Regions from separate parts of the Mus musculus genome. Here regions 2 and 3 are each linked to region 1. Evidence: chromatin contacts called from public HiChIP or PLAC-seq data. All regions are on one chromosome and are shown on one strand. The core of a region is the stretch at or near the end of the contact, and the rest is flanking DNA. Distances in the headings are between cores, read along the strand shown.

The links. HiChIP or PLAC-seq counts read pairs in DNA pulled down with a chosen protein or histone mark.
Region 2: a contact with region 1 is called in an H3K27ac HiChIP or PLAC-seq map of stem cell-derived neural progenitor cells, with 2.4 times the contacts expected there. The contact joins the enhancer-like site here to the promoter of Gas1 in region 1. A contact is called at or near these places in 7 of 39 promoter capture datasets (cranial neural crest, embryonic stem cells, frontonasal cranial neural crest and 4 more), 3 of 115 datasets of contacts at active chromatin or transcription factors (embryonic limb bud, forebrain and stem cell-derived neural progenitor cells) and 1 of 9 other capture datasets (adipose tissue).
Region 3: an H3K4me3 HiChIP or PLAC-seq map of embryonic limb bud shows a contact between it and region 1, with 4 times the contacts expected there. The contact joins the enhancer-like site here to the promoter of Gas1 in region 1. A contact is called at or near these places in 7 of 39 promoter capture datasets (3T3-L1-derived adipocytes, cranial neural crest, embryonic stem cells and 4 more), 1 of 15 datasets of contacts at CTCF or cohesin (the NIH/3T3 cell line), 9 of 484 Hi-C or Micro-C datasets (epidermal suprabasal cells, forebrain, liver and 4 more), 17 of 115 datasets of contacts at active chromatin or transcription factors (VIP interneurons, astrocytes, craniofacial prominence and 13 more) and 1 of 9 other capture datasets (adipose tissue).

What each region holds. Positions count from the first base shown.
Region 1 is chr13:60,175,173-60,179,501 of GRCm38.p6, reverse strand. It overlaps Gas1 (growth arrest specific 1), which reads left to right and starts at 1,967. Exons shown (of 1, transcript NM_008086.2): 1 at 1,967-4,329. The coding sequence starts at 2,561. The coding sequence ends at 3,715.
Region 2 is chr13:60,386,349-60,390,677 of GRCm38.p6, reverse strand. No RefSeq gene overlaps it. Among named protein-coding and RNA genes, the nearest start is that of Gm35333, 46 kb to the left of the region's middle. Within about 2 kb of position 1,892, at least 2 of the 459 cell types and tissues checked have an H3K27ac peak or open chromatin away from gene starts, as enhancers often do. A contact at or near this core is called in stem cell-derived neural progenitor cells, where this site is marked.
Region 3 is chr13:59,969,142-59,973,470 of GRCm38.p6, reverse strand. No RefSeq gene overlaps it. Among named protein-coding and RNA genes, the nearest start is that of Gm35143, 19 kb to the left of the region's middle. Within about 2 kb of position 1,955, at least 67 of the 459 cell types and tissues checked have an H3K27ac peak or open chromatin away from gene starts, as enhancers often do. A contact at or near this core is called in craniofacial prominence, embryonic brain, embryonic limb bud and 3 more, where this site is marked.

The DNA of each region.
Region 1 (4,329 bases), core at 718-3,217:
ACACGCACACGCACACACACACACGCGCGCGCGCGCACACACACACACGCACACACACGCACGCACACACACACACACACACACACACACACACACCGCCTTAAATCTTGTTGGAAATGCAGACTTTCAGGCCCTCCAGGGTTTTAGCTGTCAGAGATTCAAAGAGTTAGGAATCCAGATATGAACACAAGGTCTCCAGATGATTCTCCTGCAGGGTGTCTTGAGAGCTCTCTAAAGAAGCCAGAAGATGCATCCCAGGGCTGGCTTTCTTCTTAGGAGCTCAGGATCACAGATTGTTAAGGATAAAAAAGGACCTTAGCAAGTGAGCAATCTGACCTCAAAGCAAGTGGCCTGGAGCTCTCAGGATCTAACTAGCTGTCCTTAAACTTGCAGCGATCCTCCCGCTTCTGCCTGGGATAAACAGGCTTGCTGTACCACATCTGGCTAGTTTTTAAGGATAGATTTGCGTTTGTTTTCTATTACTAAATTCATGGTCCTAACCATGAATTAGGGTTAGGGTAGGAGCACGGTGGCTTCACACAGCTCAGTCTGCCTCTCTCATCCTGTGAGGTTTCAGAGACAGCTTCCTCAGCCTAGGCAGCCAGCTTTTCCCAAAAGCCAGGTTAATCCGTCAGGCCCTCACTCTCGCCCTTTCAAACTCTTTAACTCTTTGGAGAGGTGGACAGTCCACTTTCTGAACGCACTGCAGCTGGGGCTTCCTTTGCTTCAGCAGCGATTTAGCCTTAAATTTTGTGACAGACTGAGTTGATAGTCTCACCATGGAAAGGGGAGAGGAAGGAGCCAGTTTTTGACAGGCCACAGACTCGCGGTGCCTCTAGTGGCCAAAAGCTGCATTGCGCCACAGTTAAGGTCGCTTGAGAGAGTCCTGCTCTGACTGCAAAGCCCGCTCTGCTGGTGGCTTTTGCTTTAAACACAGCGAGGAACTGAAACGTGCAGTTTAAAGCACGTAGCGGGTCAATTTACCCTCGTCCTCTGTGCTGTAACTGCAGCCAGGTGGTAGCGCTCAGCATTCCCAGGGTTTTTAATGCTAAGATTTGTCATTGCCGTTCGTATTTAAAAAAAAAAATCGTGAGTAAAGAAATAGTTTCAGTTCTTTGGATTTCTTAGTTTGAAAACGATGTCCAGTGCGAGGGCCTTACCTGCCGGAAAGGGGGACTGAAAGCTGGTGGAAAGTGTCCTTCTTGTGGTGGTGGTAGAGGTCGTGGTTGTGATGGTGGCTCGGTGTGTGTGTGTGTGTGTGAGAGAGAGAGAGAGAGAGAGAGAGAGAGAGAGAGAGAGAGAGAGAGAGAGAGAGAGACAGAGAGAGAGACAGACAGAGAGAGACAGAGAGAGAGACAGACAGAGAGAGAGACAGAGAGAGACAGACAGAGACAGAGACAGAGAGAGAGAGAGAGAACCCGTGTGTGCCCGCGCGCGCAATCTGTGTCTAAGTTTTTAAAGTCTTACAATGAATTCTCAAAACTCCCTGCCTTCGCTATACCCCCCGAGGTGATCAGAACTCAGAGATGAGGAGCCTGAAAATTAAAGTGACTTTCGAACTTTCTCGGATGCAAAGATGGGGGATCAGTAAGAATTAATAAAAGTGTCCCCCCACCCAAACAAAAAGGGGGCGGAGGAAGGGAACAAAAAGGCCGGTGGCTGAGCCGGATGCAGGCAGCTGGCCCTAAGCCCTGCCCGCTGGCTCTGTGCGCGAGCTGGGGTTCGGTATCCCAGCCTCCTGAAGAGTGGGAGGAGCTGGGCCTGTGTCAGGCTCCCTAAGCCGTTCCTTTCAAGCCCTGAATGCCTGAATGTGAGCTGCCCACCGCCCTCCCCCACTCTGCAGCCCCACTCCAGCGGCTCGGAAAAAAAAAAAAAAGTTTCAACAACAACAGGCTGGACCAATAGCAGCTCGCAAAGCCGGGGAAGGGGGCCGAGCAAAGGGCGCCGGAGAGTGGAGAAAGGAGAAAGCGGGCAAGCCTGGAGCGCGCGGGGCCAGGGCTCGGCGAGCCGGAGGAGCGTTGCTAATGTTTTTGTTTGTTTGCTTTTCTATGCATGCATAATGAGGGGGCGCCGCGGCACCACACGGGGGCTCCCGGCCCACTTTTGTATTTAAAGCCTCGCGGCGAGCTAGTCCGCAGCCGGGCTCCGCGGATCCGCTCCCCAAGCTCCGGGTCTCGGAGCAGAGAAACGCTCCGAGTTTCGGGGTCCTCCCTGCGCCTGGCGCCCAGAACTTCCCGGAGCGCGGCCCAGACCGGGGTAGAGGGGGAGGGGACCAAGCGTCCTGGCCGCGGGAAGGCGGGATGCCAGAGCTGCGAAGTGCTACGCGCCGCTGAGCCGGGAACCGAGGAGCCGCCGGCCGCACGACTGTCTGCAGGCGCCTAGCACCATGCACCCCCGGCGCCGCGCGCTCCTGCAGCTTCGCCGCGTCCCCCCGGAACGGCACTGAGCGCCTCCAACCGTCTACCGGACCCGGACCTGCGTCGCCGCGCTTCTCAGGGAGCCCCGGCCGCGGTGCCGGAGCGAACACCCGCCTTTACCAGCCGCGGGGCCGCCGGCATGGATGGATGAGGACGCCCATGCCAGAAGTGCGCGGAACTCGGACAAACTTTTCCAGCGGCCCCGCGGCCGCCACCCGAGCCTCGTCTCCGCTCCGCACCGCGTCCGGCGGCCGCTGCTGCCCGCGATGCTAGCCGCGCTGCTGGGCGGCGCCGGGGCCCGCACGGGGACCTTGCCGGGCGCCTTGCTGTGCCTGATGGCGCTGCTGCAGCTGCTGTGCTCGGCACCGCGGGGCTCGGGGCTAGCGCACGGCCGCCGCCTCATCTGCTGGCAGGCGCTGCTGCAGTGTCAGGGCGAGCCCGACTGCAGCTACGCCTACAGCCAGTACGCCGAGGCTTGTGCGCCGGTGCTAGCGCAGCGCGGCGGGGCTGATGCTCCGGGGCCCGCCGGCGCCTTCCCCGCCTCGGCCGCGTCCTCGCCGCGCTGGCGCTGCCCGAGCCACTGCATCTCGGCGCTTATCCAGCTCAACCACACGCGCCGCGGGCCCGCGCTGGAGGACTGCGACTGCGCGCAGGACGAACACTGCAGGTCCACCAAGCGCGCCATCGAGCCCTGTCTGCCGCGCACCAGCAGCGTGGGCCCGGGCGCGGGAGCGGGCTCGGTCATGGGCTGCACTGAGGCCCGGCGGCGCTGCGACCGGGACAGCCGCTGCAACCTGGCGCTCAGCCGCTACCTGGCCTACTGCGGCAAGCTTTTCAACGGGCTGCGCTGCACAGACGAGTGCCGCGCGGTCATCGAGGACATGCTGGCCGTGCCCAAGGCGGCGCTGCTCAACGACTGCGTGTGCGATGGGCTGGAGCGGCCCATCTGCGAATCGGTCAAAGAGAACATGGCCCGCCTGTGCTTCGGCCCAGATGCGAGCAACGGTCCGGGCAGCAGCGGCTCGGACGGGGGCCTGGACGACTACTACGACGAAGAATATGACGACGAGCAGCGCGCTGGGGCCGCGGGCGGCGAGCAACCCCTGGACGACGACGACGGCCTTGCGCGCCCGGGCGGCGGCGCTGCTGCGGCGGGCGGCCGCGGAGACTTGCCCCACGGTCCCGGGCGCAGGAGCAGCAGCAGCGGCAGTGGAGGCCACTGGGCGAATCGAAGCGCCTGGACCCCGTTTGCCTGTTTGCTGCTGCTGTTGCTCCTGCTGCTCGGGTCACACTTGTAGCTCCTGCGCCCCTGCTGCAGGCTGCTCCAGGCCGGTATGCACGACCCAGCTGGTTCCCGAGCAGGGCACCTGTGGCTCGGAGACCGGAGATGGTCGGGAACACTGACCCACACTCTTCCTGGGTGGACAGGGCCCAGCTCGTACCGCAGCCAACATGTTCGGCCCTCTTCTGTGCGGTTTTCCAGGCTGCAGAGATAACCGGCTGATCTATACTGCCAGCTCTAATCTGCAGAATTCGGGACACCCTGCAAAAGCAAAGGAGGCCTAGACTCAGAGTGCTGAACGGTGGGGGTCTTTCAAGTTCCAATGGACTTGGAGAAGGGATGTTGAGGGAATTAGGTTTGCAAAGGGGCCGGGTTTTTATTTGTCTGTTTGTTTTGTTTTTAAACTGTTTTCCGGTGAGGGAACACATAGTACTGGTAACGACTTAAATTGCTTGTGACCACTGAGAAACACAGCAATCGTAAGTAAATAGAAAAGTTCCCCTTACCGATTCATTCCTGTGCTCTTGGTGTATCTATCCATCGGTAATGCTCAGTGTGGAGCTGGCGATTGCCTTTGGGGGGGGGAGGGGCTTCCCCGAAATTACAACTGCATTATATTCCTAACCCTTC
Region 2 (4,329 bases), core at 643-3,142, 210 kb before region 1:
CCATCTCTTGTATTCTGTTGCTGATGCTCAAATCTATGGTTCCAGATTTCTTTCGTAGGGTTTCTATCTCCAGTGTTGCCTCACTTTGAGTTTTTTTTATTGTGTCTACTTCCCTTTTTAGGTCTAGTATGGTTTTGTTCATTTCCATCACCTGTTTGTATGTTTTTTCCTCTTTTTCTGTAAGGACTTCTACCTGTTTGATTGTGTTTTCCTGTTTTTCTTTAAGGACTTGTAACTCTTTAGCAGTGTTCTCCTGTATTTCTTTAAGTGATTTATTAAAGTCCTTCTTGATGTCCTCTACCATCATCATGAGATATGCTTTTAAATCTAGGTCTAGGTTTTTGGGTGTGTTAGGGTGCCCTGCCTGGGCGAAGTGGGAGTGCTGGGTTCTGATGATGGTGAGTGGTCTTGGTTCCTGTTAGTAAGATTCCTACGTTTACCTTTCGCCATCTGGTAATCTCTGGAGTTAGTAGTTATAGTTGACTCTGTTTAGAGATTGTTCTTCTGGTGATTCTGTTACTGTCTATCAGCAGACCTGGGAGACAGATTCTCTCCTCTGAGTTTCAGTGCTCAGAGCACTCTCTGCTGGCAAGCTCTCTTACAGGGAAGGTGCGCAGATATCTTTTTTTTGGACCTCCTCCTGGCCGAAGAAGAAGGCCCAAAACAGGGCCTTTCTTAGAAGCTGTGTTGCTTTGGCAGTTCTCAGAAGCTGTCAGCTTCTGTGGTACAGACTCTCACCTGTGCAGACTAAATTCCTAAGTTCCAGGGAGTCCCGGAACCAAGATGGCAACCGCTGCTCCTGAGGCTGAGGCCGCCTCCCAAGCCAGGCGGACACCTGTCCTCTGGTCCGGACGGTGGCCGGCTGTCTGCGGCCCACCAAGGGTGCTGCCTCAGCGGCTCTGTGCTTCTGCCTGTCCCAGAAGCTGTCCGGTTCTCTGGCGCACCCTCTCACCTGTTCAGACTAATTTCCTAAGTTCTGCTGAGTCCCGGAACCAAGATGGCAACCGCTGCTGCTGAGGCTGAGGCCGCCTCCCAAGCCAGGCAGACACCAGTCCTCTGGTCCGGACGGTGGCCGGCTGTCTGCAGCCCACCAAGGGTGCTGCCTCAGTGGCTCTGTGCTTCCGCCTGTCCCAGAAGCTGTCCGGTTCTCTGGCGCACCCTCTCACCTGCTCAGACTAATTTCCTAAGTTCCGCGGAGTCCCAATCTACAGATTCTATCCAATCCCCATTCCAACACAAATTTTTATAGACCTTAAAAGAACAATTCTCAACTTCATATGGAAAAACAAAGGACCTGGGAAAGCCAAAGCAATCCTGAACAATAAAACAACTTTGACAGTGTGATGGTTTGCCCAACATATGCTTTGCCCAGGAAGTGGCACTATTAGAGTGTGACTCTGTTGGAGTAGGTGTGTTACTGTGGATGTGAGTTTAATACTCTAGTCCTAGCTGCCTGGAAATCAGTCTTACACTAGCAGCCTTCAAGTGAAGATGTAGAACTCTCAGCTCTGTCTGCACCATGCTTGGATGCTACCATGTTCCCACCTTGATGAGAATGATTGGACCTCTGAATCTGTAAGCCAGACCCAATTAAACATTATCCTTACAAGAGTTTCCTTGATCATGGTTTCTGTTCACATCAGTAAAACCCTAACAAAGACAGAAGTTGGTACCAGGGACTGGGGTATTGCTGTGATAGACCTGGCCATGCTTTTGTCTGGAAGAATGTGGATTTGGGGACTTTGAATTTGGAAAGCAATGGAATGCATTAAATTGGGCTTAATGGGCTATCCAAGAAGAATATGAAAGACTTTGTTGCTGAGATTGATTTGAACTGTGCTGACCTGGCCCAAGTGGGTTCCATGGAGAAGAATTTCAGTATGTGGCCTAGAGACTGTTTTTGTGGTATTTTGATGAAGAATGTGGCTGCTTTTTGCCCTTGTTCAAAGAGTGTGCCTGAGGCTAAGGTGAAGAGATTTAGATTAATTGCTTTGAAAAAGAAGTCTCAAAACAGCCTGTTATAAATTCTGTTGTGTGGTTACTAAAGTTAACTCTTATAAAGAATATTTTAAAGAAAAGGAGCAAGCTGAGAAAAAAATACAAAATATATGGTTCAAGAATTAAAGGTACAACAGAAAGTGGAATGGAGCCGAATTCTATTATTTTAGGTGTTAACAGATTAAGGGAGTGGGACTTTGGGGCAAGAATTCACCCAGCTAAATTTAGGTCCAAGCATGGTGTTACACACCTTTCATCTCAGGAGACAAAGCCAAGCAGATCTCTTGAGTTCAAGGCCATCCTAGGACAAAGCAAGTTCTAGATGAAAAAAAATTCAAGTCTAGGCATGGTGGTACACATCTATAATCCCAGGAAATAGAGCCATCCACATTTATGAGTTCAAGGTCAGTCTACAGAGCAAGTTCCAGAACAGCCAAGCTTAGGCAGTGAGGGAGTTAGAAAACAGAAAGCTGGTGATGCAATAAAACAAGGGGGCTATGTTCCATCTCTAGGCAGCATCAGAGCTTGGCAGCTTTGACCATGTGGTTCTGGCTTTAGAGTCAAGAATATACAGGACTATGGGGACAATTGATGTTGGCTAGATGGAGCTAAGAAATTAGCAGTGATTAAGAAGAAACCAGTATCACTGAGGTGAAATCTTCTGGGAAGTGTTTTCTGAGAGCACAAAGAAGCTGTGTTCAAGAGGTTGCCAAGGTTGTACTTCATGCTGCAGCTGTACTTGGTAATGTGTAAGAATAATTCATGTGGTACTGCTTTTGAAGGCATGCAGGGGTCATAAAGAGCAGCTGAGTCTTGGCACTGTGACAGGCTATGGAAGGCCATTGACGAAGGTGCAGCCTCAGTTGTAGTTGACAGCCCAGGACGGAAGGGTTCATACAAAGGATTTAAGGCTTGACACTATAAAGAGAGCCTATGAGAGGCCATTGGCAAAGCCTTGTTGCAGCAGAAAACCCCAGTGAATTGCAGATGCCAGTGCCATGGGATGATCATCAAGAACATCAGCAGCAATGAAGTGAATCAACCTGAGCTTAGAGTACAGCAGAGGGCAGAACTGGAGAAGTGATGCCAGCCCTTTGGAGGAGCCCAGAAGATCACGTGTGGATCCCAGACATTGAAACAAGAAGCTGTAACATTGAAGTTTCCTTGGAGATCCCAAGATTTTAGAGATGCCAGAGCCATAGGCTATCTCCTGAGGAATGAGGCCAATGGGGAGTGGAACCAGCCCAGGAGAAAGAAGTTTGTTGCAGTCAAAAAAGATTAAAAAGGAGTTGGAAATCTGAAGACCACTTTGACATCAGATTTGGGGATGGCAGAGTTTGGTGCCCAGCTGGTTTCCTGTCTTGCTTTGGGGATTACAATTAAGTGATTGGGCGAGTCTCAGAAGACACCTTGAACTTTGAACTTTTACATTGTTGATACTGCTATAGACTATGGGGCCTTTGGAAGTTGGCCTAATTTATTTTGCATTATGGTATGTTTAGGTATAGTCCCCATAGACTCATGCGTTTGAACAAGCCTATTGAATCTATGAACCTATTAAGCCAGCCCCAATTAAATGTTGTCCTTATAAGAGTTGCCTTAGTCATGGTGTCTGTTTACAGCAGTAAAACCCTAACTATTACAGGCAGGAACCACCTGTAAATAATTTATTTTTATTATTTTAAAGTGTGTGTGTGTATGTGTGTATGTATGTAATATGTGTATGCATATCTATGTGCACATGAGTACAGGAGCCTGCAGAATAAGTACAGAAGAGGGTGTTAGGTCTCTGTAGCTGGAGTTACAGGCAGATGTGGGCTCTGGGACTCAATGGGTCCTCTGAAAAGCAGTTCTCACTGTTAACTGCAGAGCCTCCTCTCCAGTCCACTCCCTAGAAGCTTATATGTGATGCCAGGCATGTAAAATATGTGCAGTAATAAAATATTTACCAATAATAAGTCTTAAATACATTCTAAAATGATTTTTTATATACACATGTGTGTGTGGTGTATAAAATTACTTTAAAGACAGAAACAAATGTAGATACTGAAGTGAATGTGCTTGTTCAGTTTTATGTAAAAAAATATGCCTTGGCTAAATATTTGTTAGTTCAAGACGTAGAGCCCCCTGAATGTTTTTCAGAATTTAATCCATATTTCGATTTTATAATAATTGATGTTTAAAACATGCTTCTTAAATGAAACAGAAGTGTCACTTGTAGATCTAGGTTGGAGGTCCAGATCTAGGTAAGTAGCCAAAACCCAAGGATTTAAAAATTGCCTCTGCCTAGAAACAGGAACTCAACAATCAAGAGAAGAGAGCAGGGCTGAG
Region 3 (4,329 bases), core at 706-3,205, 210 kb after region 1:
ATATCATCATGAAAAGACAAGCTACCAGGTGGAGGATATATTTACAAAACAATAAATCTGGCCGAGGGTTAGCATACAGAAAGTACAAAGATTCCAAGCAGGCATGGTTCCTTAAGCCAAATAGGTTACATCCCATAGGGTGCCACTTATTTAGCATTATTTCAAGATAAGTGAGCTCCAGGAAATTATTGAGGAGAAGGAGAACAGGGGGATCCCAGGTGTGTCTCTTAAGAGAGCAAAGCAAAGAACTCTGATGAACGCATTCTATGCATTGAGTCTATCTATCAGTGTCAGGACCCTTGGTGCAACATTGTTTCAAAGTTTCGTAAGACTTGATCACTGCGAGAAAGAGCCAAGCACACGGGTGTTTCGAACAACTGCAGGGAATCCCTAAGCGTCTCACGGCACAGTTCAAATTTTTAACTTTATTTTAAATTACATATACACATTTGTTGAGCGCCTAGAATACGTTGGACACATCACAGAACTGGAGAGGCAAGCAGCACTCAGAGAAAGAAAGGGAGAGGAGAGGAGGAAGGGACTCTGGGTTCTAAAAATGTATATAAAACCTGGGTTGTATATACAACTAGCAAATACAACTAGCAACGACATACATGTATATCCAATAGCAACGGGTCATTTGTGGCTCTGCACTCCCCCTCAGAAGGCACGTGGTTTCAGAGAACCCCTAGCATGCTAACCCTCATGTTTTGCTGGCCTTCATGGCCTTCATGGCCTTCATGGCCTTCCTACCTCACACCTTTGCTGATCATGAATGAATACATAAACAGCTGAGAGGGGGTGTTCTACTGATTCCTGGCCTCTCTGAACCCCAGAGCATGCCAGCAAGCCACAGCATCTTCATCAAGACCACGGCCATTGTCAGTCCCTTCCGTAGAGATTATGGGGCAAATTTTTTTCTAAAAGAGTAGCTAGCTCAGCTAACGGGCCACTGTTTGCTTAAGCTATATCTTTTTTGAACCAATGAGAATGTAACTCAAAGAGCAAATTGGTCTTTCAACAGCACCTCCCTATTCCCTGCCAGTGTGTGGCACCCCATCTGGACCTCCGGGAGACTGATACATTGATGTCGAATCACCGGTTTCCAGAAACTTCTTACCCCCCACCCACTTCTCGAGCCTGTGCCCAGTTCCAGGTCCTGCTGGCCTTTTCATTCTGTGCAGTGGAGGGAAGGGGGACATAATTCCCAGGGTTGAGAGCTGGCAATGGGACACACAGAAGCCCAGCTACCACCACCGAGTGCGGCCATTCAGAGCTCCGTGTGCCAGTGGGTGAGGCTTCCCACCCTTGGTTCCGGTGACTTGGAATGCCCAGGGCCTAAATTTAATTAACTTCTCCAAGCCGGGACTTTTCCATCGCAGCCTGCATCCTGCTTCGTGGGGTGGCAGGACTCAAGGGCTCCCCGCACAAACAGGAGGCCAGGGACCTTAGTGGCCGCAGCAGGCAAGTACAACAGGGCCAGTAGCATCCTCATTAAACACTGATTAGCAAGTGGACTCGGTCCAGGCTAGCGCAGAGCTGAATGAGAGAGATTTCTTTCTTCTCTTTTTTTTGCCGACAGTTGATCAGATGTAGGCAATTAAGAACCCCCACACCTCCAGCCCTGGTATTTTTTTTGAAGCAGGGAGCTCATACCAGCCGAGCCATAAAGACGCCATTGTCTCTAAGAACAATATACCCCACTAATCTCACTTCTGGCAATTTACTTTTTCTTCCCAAGCAGATTTAGGAAAAAAAAAAATCTTTGAAAGAGTCCGGGGGAGGAATACTTCATAGTATCTAATCCTACGGCAAAGTGGGAGTTTTCGTGTTCCGTCAGCTTTTCTTTGAATGGGCACTGGATAAATAAACTTCTACTGCCCGGCCACATTGAGGCGGAGACCGTGAGGATCCAATTATGCATATGGAGGCGTGTGCTTTCTGGTTTGCAAATCAAACACAAAGAGGGTAGTGCCAGAGGGCCTTATGCTCGGGCCTCAGCACAAACTCCTGGACTCGCCAGGTGAGAACCGCTTTTGTTAAGTGTTTAAAAGCAGTCGCTGCCCCTCTTTAATTTTCGTGTGGTAATTAGGCCCCCAGATCCAGTCCAACCTGGTCCACATCAGACTGCGTGCTGGCGTGGGGGTGAGGCTACGGAGTGTCCTGGAACCAGCCAGCCTGGAAGGGGGAGGAGGGGGCGTGAGCAGTGGGGAAGGGCAGGACTTTTAAGAACCCAAAAGATTTTCAGCCTAAGGGCCAAAAAGTTTGACAGGCACGCACTGAGAAGTTGTTTTTTGCCCTTAAAGAGAGAAAAGGTGGGGAGAGGGGGGAAGGAAAACAAAGGTGAGAGCCACAGGGTGGGAAGGAACACAGTGGGGGTGGGGCGGGGGAACGGGGTAGAGAGGTTGGGGGAACTGGAGTGTGGGTTCGGGGAGCAGAGGATCACAGGGCAGCATCAGAAACTTGAGCCTTAAAAAAAACAACCGCAGAACTGAAGGGTAAAGCCAACCTGCTAGCACCGAAATTTCGTTTGCATATTCAGCCAAACTGAATCCTTGTTAATGAGCCCAGCACCTCTATTGGCCTGTGCCTCAGTGGTGCTGGCTCCTGCAGAGAGTGAGGGATTTCTCTAAAAAGACCAAAATCAAGAAAAAGGAAGCAAGAAACTCCAAAGGCCCTGGAAAACAGCTAACTAGAGAGCTTCACTTCCCTGTCATGCCCCAAAGGGACCTAGGAAAGAACTGCTAACTGCTCCAGCCTTGTGGGCCTGTAGGGGAGATCCGGCCAGGCAAGCTGCTCCTTACTGCGCGTCCGTGGCGTAGATGTTCAGCTCTATATCCTGGCAAGCCCAGGTGGACAGACATCCTGTGCATTCAGTTGTTGAGTGACTCAGAACTAAGATGCTCTGTGTACTTGGAGGAGAGTGGGGTTCACTGTAGAGATCTAGCAAGGTTGAAAGCCTGCGGTGCTGGGTTACAGTGAGAAAATCCATGTCCCTATAGGAAGCACCCAGGTAACTGAGCAAGGGGAGCTACCTCACTGGAGTCGAGGGTTTCCAAGGAGCAGGAAGGAGATCTCAGGACTTTTAGAAACAACAAACATATTTCTCACTCCTTGGACACATAGTGAGTCTTTTTTCACTAGCAGAGCTTCTTGTGCTGTTAGATTTGGAGTCATGCAGTCCTAGGTTCAGAACCTGGCCTGGCTCCTAAACAGCTGTTGAAATTCCTGATATCTGTGCTGTTGAACTCCTTGGCTATTAAATAAAATAATAAAATATGCTTTTCATACCCAGATGAGCCTTATGGGAAAATCAGCCTCTGAGACTGTATCCACACCCGTGCCTGATACCTGACAGTCTGAAAGGGAAAAACACAGGTCTCCAAAAGAAATAGCGGTGTACTTGATTGACAAGACAAATAGCGGAGTCTATTTAAATATGTAGAGGTACAAATGAAAGCATTGCATCCCATCACAAAAGTGGGACACATCAACTGCAGACAGGGAATCCATCCATTCCCCCTGTGCACCAGCTTTCTGTACTGCAGATCAGAACAGGGCATCTTCCAGTTTCCCCCTTGCAAAGCAGCTTTCTGGAGAAGCTGTAACTATGAACCAGCATCATGTCCAAAGAACTCACTGTTCTTGTCAATGACAAGCAACGTAGCTGCCCTAGGAGACAGAATGTGGTAAAAAGCAAAAGAGCTGAACAAAGAGGCACAAGACACACCAGGGAAGGAGAGATTAGTTCCACATAGGAGGATTAGGAGAGGTTTGAGGTGGGAGCTGGCACCAGACCAAGACTGGAAGCTAGGTAGAAAGAATGAACCTCGCTAGAGGAGAGACAGCATGAGTGTAGAGAATGCAAGGTATGCCTGAGCGGTGGCTAGTGTGTAGTCCTGCCTTCCCAGAGCTAGGTGCACAGATGAGTCTCTGTGTAACTTTAATTTTTTCAAACCTTATTTTTAATGAAAGTTCTTAAACACCTTAATCTCTCTTTTAGCCCACCACCCAACAGAGGTATTGGGAAAGAAATGATACAGAGGTTTGGGGGTGGTGGTGGATCTGTTTAGAAAGGTTCTTTGGAGCAATTCACATCTGTGTTGGATACACCAGCAGTCCAATTCAGTAGAGTTGGGATAGCAAATAAGAATTAACAGCAGTGATGCGACCTGTTGCGCCCACCTCGGCTGGCAAGGAAGACACAACACGGCCGGATTCTTCTCAACAGCCTTTATTGCAGGAACACCTCGATGCTGCTACGGGACCCCGGGAACCCAGGGAGGTCTGCTTATATGCACCCCAGCACAGGGAAAGGCTTCGTGTCCT